2 separate regions of the Sus scrofa genome follow, and region 2 is linked to region 1. A link is a contact called in public HiChIP or PLAC-seq data. All regions are on one chromosome and are shown on one strand. The core of a region is the stretch at or near the end of the contact, and the rest is flanking DNA. Distances in the headings are between cores, read along the strand shown. Region 1 holds the start of LOC102163780 (vesicle-associated membrane protein 714-like). Region 2 has its middle 62 kb from the start of RASGEF1B.

Region 1 (5,150 bases), core at 1,281-3,780:
GGGGGGTGATGCAGTGTGGTGGCGAGAAGACCCTCGGTCACTGGGGAACCGAGAGCTACTTTCCAGGGGAGGTGAGGTCCAAGAGCTGCTCCCGCGTGACAACAGAGTGACAGCATGACAGGCGAGGTGGCCGCATGCTTTGTTGGCCAGAGTCCCCAGACAGCCCCTGAGCCTCCCAAAGCCTCAGACTGGCCGGAGGGAGCAGCAGCAAGTCTCCCCTGCCCGCACGAAGGGCACAAAAGTGGCTGGCAGAGAACTAGAGTGGAGGCTCCTGGCAGACTATGCAAACTGACGGCCAGGGGCAGGCAGAAGACAAATATTAGCAGCAGATGCCACCTTCAAGAGACCAAGGTTGTGAATGTGGAGCTCTCCCCCTCCACCGAGGTCCTCGCGCACAGGTGGCACCCCGTGGAGAAAGGAGAGAACGGGCGAATCCTGAGTTCACCGAGGAAACCTCCCGTTGACTAGGCTAAGCTCAAAACAAATACCAGATAATATGAGGTTCACAAAAAAGATAGCTTTTTTTTTTTAATTTTTAAGGAGTTCCCTGGTGGCCTAACAGTTAAGGATCTGATGTTGTCACTGCTGTGGCTCAGGTGTGACCCCTCACCCAGGAACTTCGGCATGCTGAGGACATGGGCAAAAAAAAAAAAAAAAAAAAAAGATAAGAGTTGTGTTACAAATTACATTTTCTGTTGCCGTACGCCTGAATTTGTGGGCTGTGCAAGGCTAACCCACCACACTCGCTTGAGAGGACTGTCTCCACATGAGGAGGTGACACTGAGAGGGGGACGACCCCACATCCACTTCTCCAACTATCGGATGCTTGTTGTCGTTACTGCAGCTCATGATTTCACTGCCCAGTGGCTTTCAGCCCCACGATTTACGAAACAGAAGGAGCAACACAAGTGTGGCCAAGTTCATTAAGCTTAGTTTTACTGTAAGAAAGGCCATACCAACGCATGACCTCAGAATCCACGTATTTCATTTTCCCACATCTAAGTGATGTAACCAGTGCTCGTAATTCAGTCTTCCCACCTGTAATGCAAGATATTATCCCCAAGTTGATTCACGATTTCCTTTACATAAAAGGACAAACGATTCAACCAAGCATTTTTCCCAGGAGCTATATAGTCTAGACCAGTTTTGCTGCTTGCTTGTCAAATCCAATTTGCCTGCACTGAGTTAAAATAAACTCAATCGACTACCTGTCTTCACCTCGTGCCAGGCACCCCAGAAGGCCATCAATTATTTCTCCTTTAAATTTATACCATTAGGAACAAACCAGTAATTCCCATCACCATAAAAACCTTATCACCATAAAAACTGCAACCACACATCTACAGTATGCTGCGTAATTATTTAATTTAAACTGGACGACTATCCCCATTTTACAGATTGGCACATGGAGTCTAGAAAGGTTAAGTTACAGCAAAGGCACAGAGTAAACGGCCGTGCCTGTATCTTGGATCCAAGGGTCCGACTTCTTTCCACTCTGCCACAACCCCTTGCCAATGGAAACATCTAAGCCTATCTGAAACTTAGTCTTTAAAACATTCTTGTCCAGGAACTCAAGGTCTAGGACTCGCCCGCCTCTCAAACCTGCCCCCGCTGCCGCACACCCTGCCTCTGCGCCGCACCCTCAGCCAACCCGGAGCGCAGTGCCCACGTCCAAGCCGCCACAGCTGCTCCGTCTGCCTGCCCTGCGCCACCGTCCTCCACCCCGGCCCTGACTGCGGAAACCCCGCTTCTGCTCCCGGGAGAGCCAGCGGCCTCCGCGCCAGCTGCGGCGATGCCTTCACCTTGCATTTGGCCTCGCGGCGACCGCCGGGCACCCGAGGCTGGCACTTGTCTGCACGTGCCTCCGTGACCACCACCAGACCATGCCCTCCCCCGGTCAGGGTCTGCAGCCTCGGCCTCCGCACACGCGTCCGTCCAGGCGCCCGGCGAGCGCGTGGGGGCTTCAGCAAATGCCCGTTGAGCTAACGCACGGGTTTTACTTGAAGTCGAGGTCTCTCTTTTACGTGTCCTAGGCTGCGACTGAATCCCATGTAGGTCAACACGGTGAAGTAACGGGCTCCTACGTGATTTTAAGGACGACCGCGAAAAAGGCGTCACTCACCCGAAGCCACTTGTTCCAGAAACCTCGTCGGGGCCTCATCACAGGCTCAGCCCCGGCAACAGCCGGCCCCGCCTCCCTCCCTGCCAATCATCCCCCCCCCGCGCCGGCCCCGCCTCCCTACCTGCCAATCACTCGCCCCCCCCCGCGCCGGCCCCGCCTCCCTCCCTGCCAATCACTCGCCCCCCCCGCGCGCCGGCCCCGCCCCCCTCCCTGCCAATCACTCGGGCCCGCCCCCCCCCGCGCCGGCCCCGCCTCCCTCCCTGCCAATCACTCGCGGCCCCCCCCCCCGCGCCGGCCCCACCTCCCTCCCTGCCAATCACTCGCCCCCCCCGTGCGCCGGCCCCGCCTCCCTCCCTGCCAATCACTCGCTCCCCGCGCCTGCGCAGACACCACCCTCTCGCGCAGCCCCGCCCCAGTCGCCGCCCCGAGGCTGTCGCGGGCGGTTGGGACCGCGGAGCCTTTCCTTCGCCGGCCGCCCGCGATGCCGATCACCTACAGCTGCATCGCACGTGGCCGAGCGGTCCTAGCGGAGCTGGCCCTGACCGGCGGCTCATACCAGGTACCCCTGCGGCGGCACTTCGGCCTTCGCCGGTTCCACCCGCCGCTCGGGCCTCGGCGCTGAGGGGCTGCCCTGAGCGGGCTGTGGGGGCGCGAGGCCCCGCCCCCGAGAGCGGCCTGTCCAGTGAGACGGGGAATCCCTGCCCCGAGCCGCTCCCGCTCCGAACGGCAGAGCCGCCAGTGCGCCGCCCAGCGGTTGGGGCTGGTGCTGCACGCCACCTGCTTGGCGGTCGCTTCCTGTTTAATTCCAGAGACCCTTCAAGATGTTCTCTCCCCCCAGACATGGCCTGCGATTCAACGCACATTTATTGAATACATGTTAGTCGCACAATCCCGGAGTAAAGGTATGAGGGATGCAACAATGAAGAGAAGGCGGCGCCTGGAGTTGTCACTTCAGGAGCACGTTGTCCATTTATACCCAAAGGCTGCATTCAGATGTCTTACTGTGTAAAAAGCATTTCAGTGCAGGTGGATCATGATTGCTACTCTAGCATTCTGGAAAGAAAGGCTGGCTTGCCAGCCACAGAGGAGGTGGTGGTCGGGTGCTTGGCTTAGAAGCATTACAAGTCAGCTGTAGCCTGGCCCGGGGAAGGGGAATGGGCCCTCTATGCAGAGGGAACAGCATGGTGTGCTTGGGGAACCTCAGGAATTCAGTGTGGCTGGAGCAGAGCACAGTATGTAGGTACTAAAGATGAGGTCAGAAAAGTGGACCAAGAATAATTAATGAAGGGTCTTATATGCAGTTTGTTTTCTTATCCTAGAGAAACCAGGGAGCAATTAAAGATTTACAGTAGAAGAACAGCAAAATCTGATCCATCTTCTGGGAGATTTGGTCTAGTTTCAATAGAGAAGGTGGATTGGAGGGAAGAGAACCAGCTAGAAGGATATCGTTGTTGTTTATCTAGGACCTCAGGGCCTGAGCTCAGGCAATGACCTGCAGCAGGAAAGGGGGACAGGGGCAGATCCTGAAGAGACTTTGTAAAATAACCTTCAGGAGTTAATGACTGGTCGAATATGTGGGATAGGGATCAGAGCCATGCCGAGGCTGAGCCTCAACTTTTTTTTTCTTTTTTTTTAATCTTTTCCCCCCCAGCTCTATTGAGATATAATTGACATATAACATTGTGTAAGGTGTACAATGTGAAGATTTGTCAAAATTTTTTTCTTAGGCGACATTAAACATGATAGAAACTACATACAGAGGAGCAGGATTGTGAGGGAAGGAGTCAGAGGAAGTGCAGGGGAGGAGGAGGGGAGTACAGTTTGGGACAGGTTAAATTTTGTTGCCAGTTAGAAATAGCCAGTATATGTATATTTATTCCTCCGTCTTACTTCCAAAACAAGTCATAAAAATGGCCAATAGGTAGCCCTCAGAGGGTCAGAGCTAACAGTTAAAGATGCTTGAGGTAGGCAAGACGGCCCGAGAAGAGTCTGGAGAAGAGCAGCAAAAGGCAGAACACTGCTGGGAATAGCAAAGAGAAGTGGGTCCCCATATGAGAGCCATGAGGTTCTGAAGGCCAAGAGAAGAAAATTACAAGAATGTCTAAGCCCCAGGGAAGTTGAAGAAAACCTACAAGGTGTTCATTGGACTCATCCATTAGGTGACACGAGAGGTAGAGGCAGAAGCCAGATTGCGTTAGGCCGAGCGAATGGGAAATGAGGGAGTAGAGAGCGTGCAATTCTTTCCAGAGTTTAGAAAGAGAATGAGATGGGGTGAAAAGAAGAAGAAGCATAGTCCGGGAAAGGGCTTCGTTTTTTAATACAAGAAAACACGTGCATCGCCTGATGGAGGGGAGAAGAGGCTGAAGACTAAAGGCTCAGGGGTGGAGAAAGACCTGAAGGAGCACAAAGGAAGGGAATCCAGGGTGGCAGTCGAGGTGTGCGCCTTGGGTTAGAGGAATCCAGGGTGGGTGGCAGTCGAGATGCGAGTCTTGGATTAGAGGAAGGCGTCTTTCTCTTGGGGAAAGAGGGGGTGTGGGCATAGACCTGGAACCTGGTCTCTGGGGCTCTCCTCTGTGCCCGGCCCTTAGATGCTGTGTTTCTCAGTGTTCTGTCTTCAGCCCTCTTTTAACTTGACACATTCATTCACACCCACGGACCCCGTTACTTTGATGACTGCCCACTCCCCTTCCAAAGTAGTCTCCCTCTACGGTTAGATTGCCTGATAGATGTTCAAGCATGTAGTGTCCAGCACTAACTTAATTCTTTCCCAGCAGATGCCTCCCCATGTGTGTCTAATCCTGCTGCGTAGTTCTGCCGAGGCATGCAAGCTGGAAACGGGGCACCTCCCATCTTTCCCTCTTCTTCACCCTCACATTTGTCCTTTGCCACCAGGCTCTATCAACTCCCATCTCCTGAGTGTGTCTTGAATCCATCTCCTTGTGTCTGAACCACATCTTCTTCAAGGCCCTCGTTACTTCTCACCAGGATGACTGAGAATGCCTCCCAACTGATCTCCCAGACCTCATCC
Region 2 (5,150 bases), core at 1,733-4,232, 720 kb before region 1:
ACAGCGACTCTCGTTGAGTGCCGGAGCTTCCGAGGCTAGTGGCCTCGTACGATTTACTCGGCTTCTCCAAGCCTCGGTTTATCGGGCGGAACGTGGGACGACCACCCTTGTCACAAAGTTCTGGCTCCTTCCTGAGCTTTGCAGCCCCCCCACCCCCCACCCCGGCTGCCCGCCCAGCCCAAAGTCTGCTGTAGACTCTATATGCCTGTGGCGGGTATTTGAAATAGTTGAATTGCGTTCCTTGGAAGAAGCTGCTAATCCTTCCCCAAAAGGAAGAAGCTCTTTATTTAACAAGGCTACACATGTGGGAGCAAAAGGCAGACCTGGAGAAACCCAGTGAACTGTCTGAGGCCGTCGAGCACATTAGTGGCAGGTCTCAGGTTAAAATCAAGACTCTTGAACCTTAGAGAGGCCCTTCGAGGTCGTCTGAAGGGCTCCCTGAAGTGTGATTTCACAGTGAGCGGAGGTCCAGCGGGAAACAGAAGGGACAGGACAGATAGGAGGGCCTCTGGAAATCTTATCAGACCTCCTGATTTTTTTTTTTCTTTTTTGCTTTTTAGGGCCACACCCGTGGCATATGGAGGTTCCCAGGCTAGGGGTCGAATCAGAGCTACAGCTGCTGACCTACGCCACAGCCACAGCAATGCCAGAGCCTTGTCTGCAACCTATACCACAGCTCACGGCAGTGCCAGATCCTTAACCCACTGAGCGAGACCAGGAATCGAACCTGCAACCTCATGGTTCCTAGGTGGATTCTTGTCCACTGCGTCATCATGGGAACTCCCAGAGCTCCTGGAATTCTCGGCCACACTGCACACCAGCCCTGGGGCCTCTGTCAAAGGCATCGGGAGGGCAGAGGCAGGCTCCACAATGCCTGGAGGGTAGCGTTTGTTATAACAGGATGGTGTCCTCCGTGGCCTCCGAGCGAGGGGAAAGGAGAGGACCGATGAGAAGACAGCGCAGCACGGGCAACGCCCATCCCCACCGGCTCCCCTGCACACTGGCCCCGCATCTCCTCACCACTCTGGGAGATGAGGGTGCTTCAGGTTACACCACAGACAATATTTCTGCAGACAAGTTCAAGGGACAGCTGCCAGAGGTCTTCCGCAGCGGCCTCCCTGGTCCGGGCACAGAGCACTCCAGCCTGGGGCCATGGCCCCGCGGCCACCTTGCTGTGTTCTCACACTAGATCAGCCCATCCTCTATCCGCGAAGACGGGCACAGGCTGTGCCCACGTTCTGGCCTCAGCACTAACCTCGCTGGCCTCAGGTCACTGGACTAGCTGATGTCTTTAAATGCATGCGGAGTGACCACGACGGCAAATGTAGTGAATGGGTGCAGATCAGTGAATTTCGAGGCCCTCTCTACCGAAGATCAGCCAGAGATCCCAACGGCACGTCTCTGCCGCGGGTGCTCAGTTCCGGTGGGAAGACAGGTTTCCACTCAGCAAACGCACTGGAGCCACGTTCTATGTAAGACAAGCCCGTCGGACAGAGCGGGGCACGAAGCGCCGGCCACCTGCAGGGCCTCCTGGGTTTCCTGCGGAGTCACACATCCACCCTCTCCCTGAGGACTGATCTTCAACTCTTCTCACCCCTGAACTGAGGGAGAAAGCTGGTCGTGGAGTTGGTGCGTGCACTTTGGCCACTGGGACGGGATCCCTAGTCACGCCGTCTCTCTAGGGCAAACCTTCCTTCGCATCTCTTGCCTTCCAGACTTGCAAAAGAGAAAGCAGGGTATGTTGGAACTTTTTTTTGACACACTAAAAAAACCTATTTAATTGTCTTGGCTGTGCCCACGGCTTACAGAAGTTCCAGGCCCAAGGACAGAACCTGCGCCATAGCAGTGACTTGAGCCACAGCAGCAACAATGCTGGATCCTTAACTGGCTGAGCCACGAGGGAACTCCTAAGCTTTGTTTATTGTTTATTTATTTATTTATGTTTTTATTTTTTCTTTTTAGGGCTGCACTTGCTGCATAGGGAGGTCCCCAGGCTAGGGGCTGAATCAGAGTGGCAGCTGCCAGCCTACGCCTCAGCCACTGCAATTCGGGATCCTAGCTGCATCTGCGATCTACACCACAGCTCAAGGCAACACCAGATCCTTAACCCACTGAGTAAGGCCAGGGATCGAACCCAAGTCCTCATGATATATGTGTGTGTGTGTATGTATTTTATGTATGTAATATATATATGGATGTAATTTTACCATAAGTCACACTTTAAAAATATCCATAAAATAAGTCCACAGCAGAACAGCCAATCACGTTCTATGCTCACCCTCACACGAGTCAAATGCTGAAATCAAAGAATCACAGGCCCAGAGTCCCAGAAAGCCTGCTGCAGCCAAGGAACCCAGGGTGCGAGTGTCTGGCCGTGTCCAGGGGACAGGAAGACACGGACCGAGTCAGAGTCCTTGCAGCTGTCTTCTCAGCACCGCCGAGTCCCTCTGCTGTTGTTTGTGTTGAGAGACAAGACAGCTGGGATAAAACTGGCATTGAAAACCCGTGTGTGTGTCAGCTCGTTCCTTCTCTTTTTAAGGGACACGCTAGGAAGGTGACACTGAGGGACCAGGGGATGCCCTGGGCCACCTGGCCCTCCTCCTCGCGGAGCTCCCGCCCTGGTGGGGAGGCAGCCTCTGGGCCTCCTGCCTCTCCCGCCCCAGTTCTCAGGATGGAGGGATGGGGGAGTGGGGACCAGGGGACGGAGAGGGAAGGAAAGAGCGGGAGAAGGCGGGAGCCGAAAATTCAGACACCAAGGCCCCCAGAGGCGGAGGAGGGCGGGCGGGCCAGGAGGAGAGCCCGGGAGGGTGGCAGAGAGCTAGAGGGCCGGCTACTCCGCCCCAGGCCTCCTCGATCGATGGGGGGAGCCCGGGCCTGCAGACCCGCGGCTGGAGCTTCCGATCTTCCTCGGGAGCAGGCTGGGCTCCAACTCTCACGTGACTCGCTCTGCTTTCTAAATGTTGGTAAAGCATGCGTTCCCCCGGGGGTTCACGGGTGAAGAGCAGCACACAGTGTCCATCGGGTGTGCGCTGGACCCCGGGCCGCACCCCGCGGGTTGGGCCGGGGAAGTTGCCGGCTAAGTTTAAGCCGCCGCGCGGGTCGCAGACGCAGCTCGGATCCCGCGAGGCTGAGGGGCAGGCCGGCAGCTGCAGCTCCGAGTCCCCCCCAGCCTGGCACCGTCCACAGGCTGCATGTATATGGTTTTTGGTCCGGAACCGAACCCTCAATAGCTCTGAGGTTTGCCGGCCCTTATCCGAATATCGACTTTTTTGTTTCGTTTTGTTTTATGAATGTTACGGGCGTCTAGGCGACCCCCGATGCTGCGTTAGTTTCGGGGCTGCAGAGAAGTGAGTCGGCTGCCTGCAGGTGCACCTACAGCGCCCTCTTTCAGAGGCGTCCCCGTCAGGCCCTCTCAGAGCTCCGAGCAGATGGCCACGACCTCGGCCGGAGGTCCTTGCGACCCAGCGATTTGGGATCCAGAAAACCTGGTTTTGCCGGGCGGGTTACTTGACCTCTCCGGGCCTCCACTGTCCCGTCCATGAAGCAGGGCGTCCCGGGGACCTTGCCCAGTCGTGGAGACGGTGAGATGGGCCTCTGTGTGGACCTGCCTGGCGCGTAGGTGTTGGAATCCCAAGAAGACCACTTGCCGGCCTGAGGAATCGAATGGTTACACTCCAGGAAGCCGCTTAGCAAACGCTGGAGGAATTCTGACTCCTCGCAATCTCTAGGAATACACAGACCTGCTCTTCAGGGAAAATACACAGCAACACACACACAAAGGCACATCGCAGGCCATCTACATTCCGGTTCAGGTGGTCACAGGTCCCCTGAGCTCCAGGGCAGGCTTCCTCGTTTCTGCCCGGAAGCATCAGAAGAGGGAACGTGCCGTCCGGGATCTTTGGTCCCTGGCGTCTGTGAGGACAGAGTCAGACCCAGACGCTCGCTGTGGGATGGTCGCCCCGCCAGCTGACTCTTCTCTGCCCATGGAAGAGGAACTGTCCACACCGCCTGCCAGCTCAAGGACCCGCTTCTGATCCAAATGTTTTCAAGGAGCCGGCAGATGCCTGGGCTGTGGAGACGGGGAGGGATGGGCAGGCAAACTGCATTTGTCACCGACCAGAAGGAGATGGTGTCAGGAGGGCACCCCTACGGGACTCGTGAGTGACGGGCTGGTGGGGAGCGGTGCGGGGCCCAGGGGCGGGCACCCCCAGATATGCAGAAACATCTCTCAGGAACAAAGTAGGAACCCCAGGCGGTAATGGAGACCAGGCCCCCTCTGAAGGCAATGGCTCTGAGTGTGCTGACGGAGCACTTCCGGGTAACAGGAGGCGTCACTGCCACACCATCCACTCACCTGACCTCTGACTCTAAACTTGGCAAAGTCATCTTTGGATGAACGGGGGGTTTGGGACTGGCCTAGGCACACTGAGGTGTACAGAATGGCTGGCCAGGGGGACCTGCTGTATAGCACAGGGAATCTACCCAGTATTCTGTGATTATCTATGTGAGAAAAGAATCTGACAGGGAGTTCCCACTGTGGTTCAGGGGTTAAGAACCTGCCTAGGATCCATGAAGATACGGGTTCAATCCCTGGCCTTGGGTAGTGGGTTAAGGTTCCGGTGTTGCCGAGGCTGTGGCGTAGGCCGGCAGCTGCAGCTCAGATTGGCTCCCTGGCCTGGGAACTTCCATACGCTGCACGTGTGGCCCTAAAAGGAGAAAAAAAAAAAAAAAAAAAGAATACGGCGAGAATGGATGTGTGTACATGTGTAACTGAATCCCATTGCTGTGCAGCAGAAATGACCACAACATTATAAACCAACTCAACTTCAATACAACTTTAAAAATGAGGGAAAAAAGTAATTTGGGGAGATGTTATAGAAACCCCCTCACACACATTCCTCTCCTGGCAGTATTACGACCCTTGACACCGAAATGGCTTTATGTGCCCCTGCTCTTTCTTCTGCATTTACCTGAAACTCAGGCTGAGACCATCTAAGAATTTCCTAAGAAACAGAACGGTCCGTAGCACTGCTCCCTCTGAAACTGAAGCATCTATGAGTCCATTGCTCTTAAATGGCAGATTGAAGATAAGCAAAGCCGAGGATCGCCTGGAGGTGGATCCGCTGAGCGGAAAGGGGCTGAGGCTGAGC

Evidence for each region. HiChIP or PLAC-seq counts read pairs in DNA pulled down with a chosen protein or histone mark.
Region 2: an H3K27ac HiChIP or PLAC-seq map of skeletal muscle shows a contact between it and region 1, with 18 times the contacts expected there. The contact joins the enhancer-like site here to the promoter of LOC102163780 in region 1. A contact is called at or near these places in 2 of 5 promoter capture datasets (fetal skeletal muscle and liver), 27 of 47 Hi-C or Micro-C datasets (adipose tissue, alveolar macrophages, blood and 13 more) and 2 of 2 datasets of contacts at active chromatin or transcription factors (alveolar macrophages and skeletal muscle).

What each region holds. Positions count from the first base shown.
Region 1 is chr8:135,893,053-135,898,202 of Sscrofa11.1, reverse strand. It overlaps LOC102163780 (vesicle-associated membrane protein 714-like), which reads left to right and starts at 2,530. Exons shown (of 6, transcript XR_002346908.1): 1 at 2,530-3,024. It also overlaps a transcript of RASGEF1B not described here.
Region 2 is chr8:136,615,538-136,620,687 of Sscrofa11.1, reverse strand. No RefSeq gene overlaps it. Among named protein-coding and RNA genes, the nearest start is that of RASGEF1B, 62 kb to the right of the region's middle. Within about 2 kb of position 2,982, at least 12 of the 83 cell types and tissues checked have an H3K27ac peak or open chromatin away from gene starts, as enhancers often do. A contact at or near this core is called in adipose tissue, fetal liver, fetal skeletal muscle and 1 more, where this site is marked.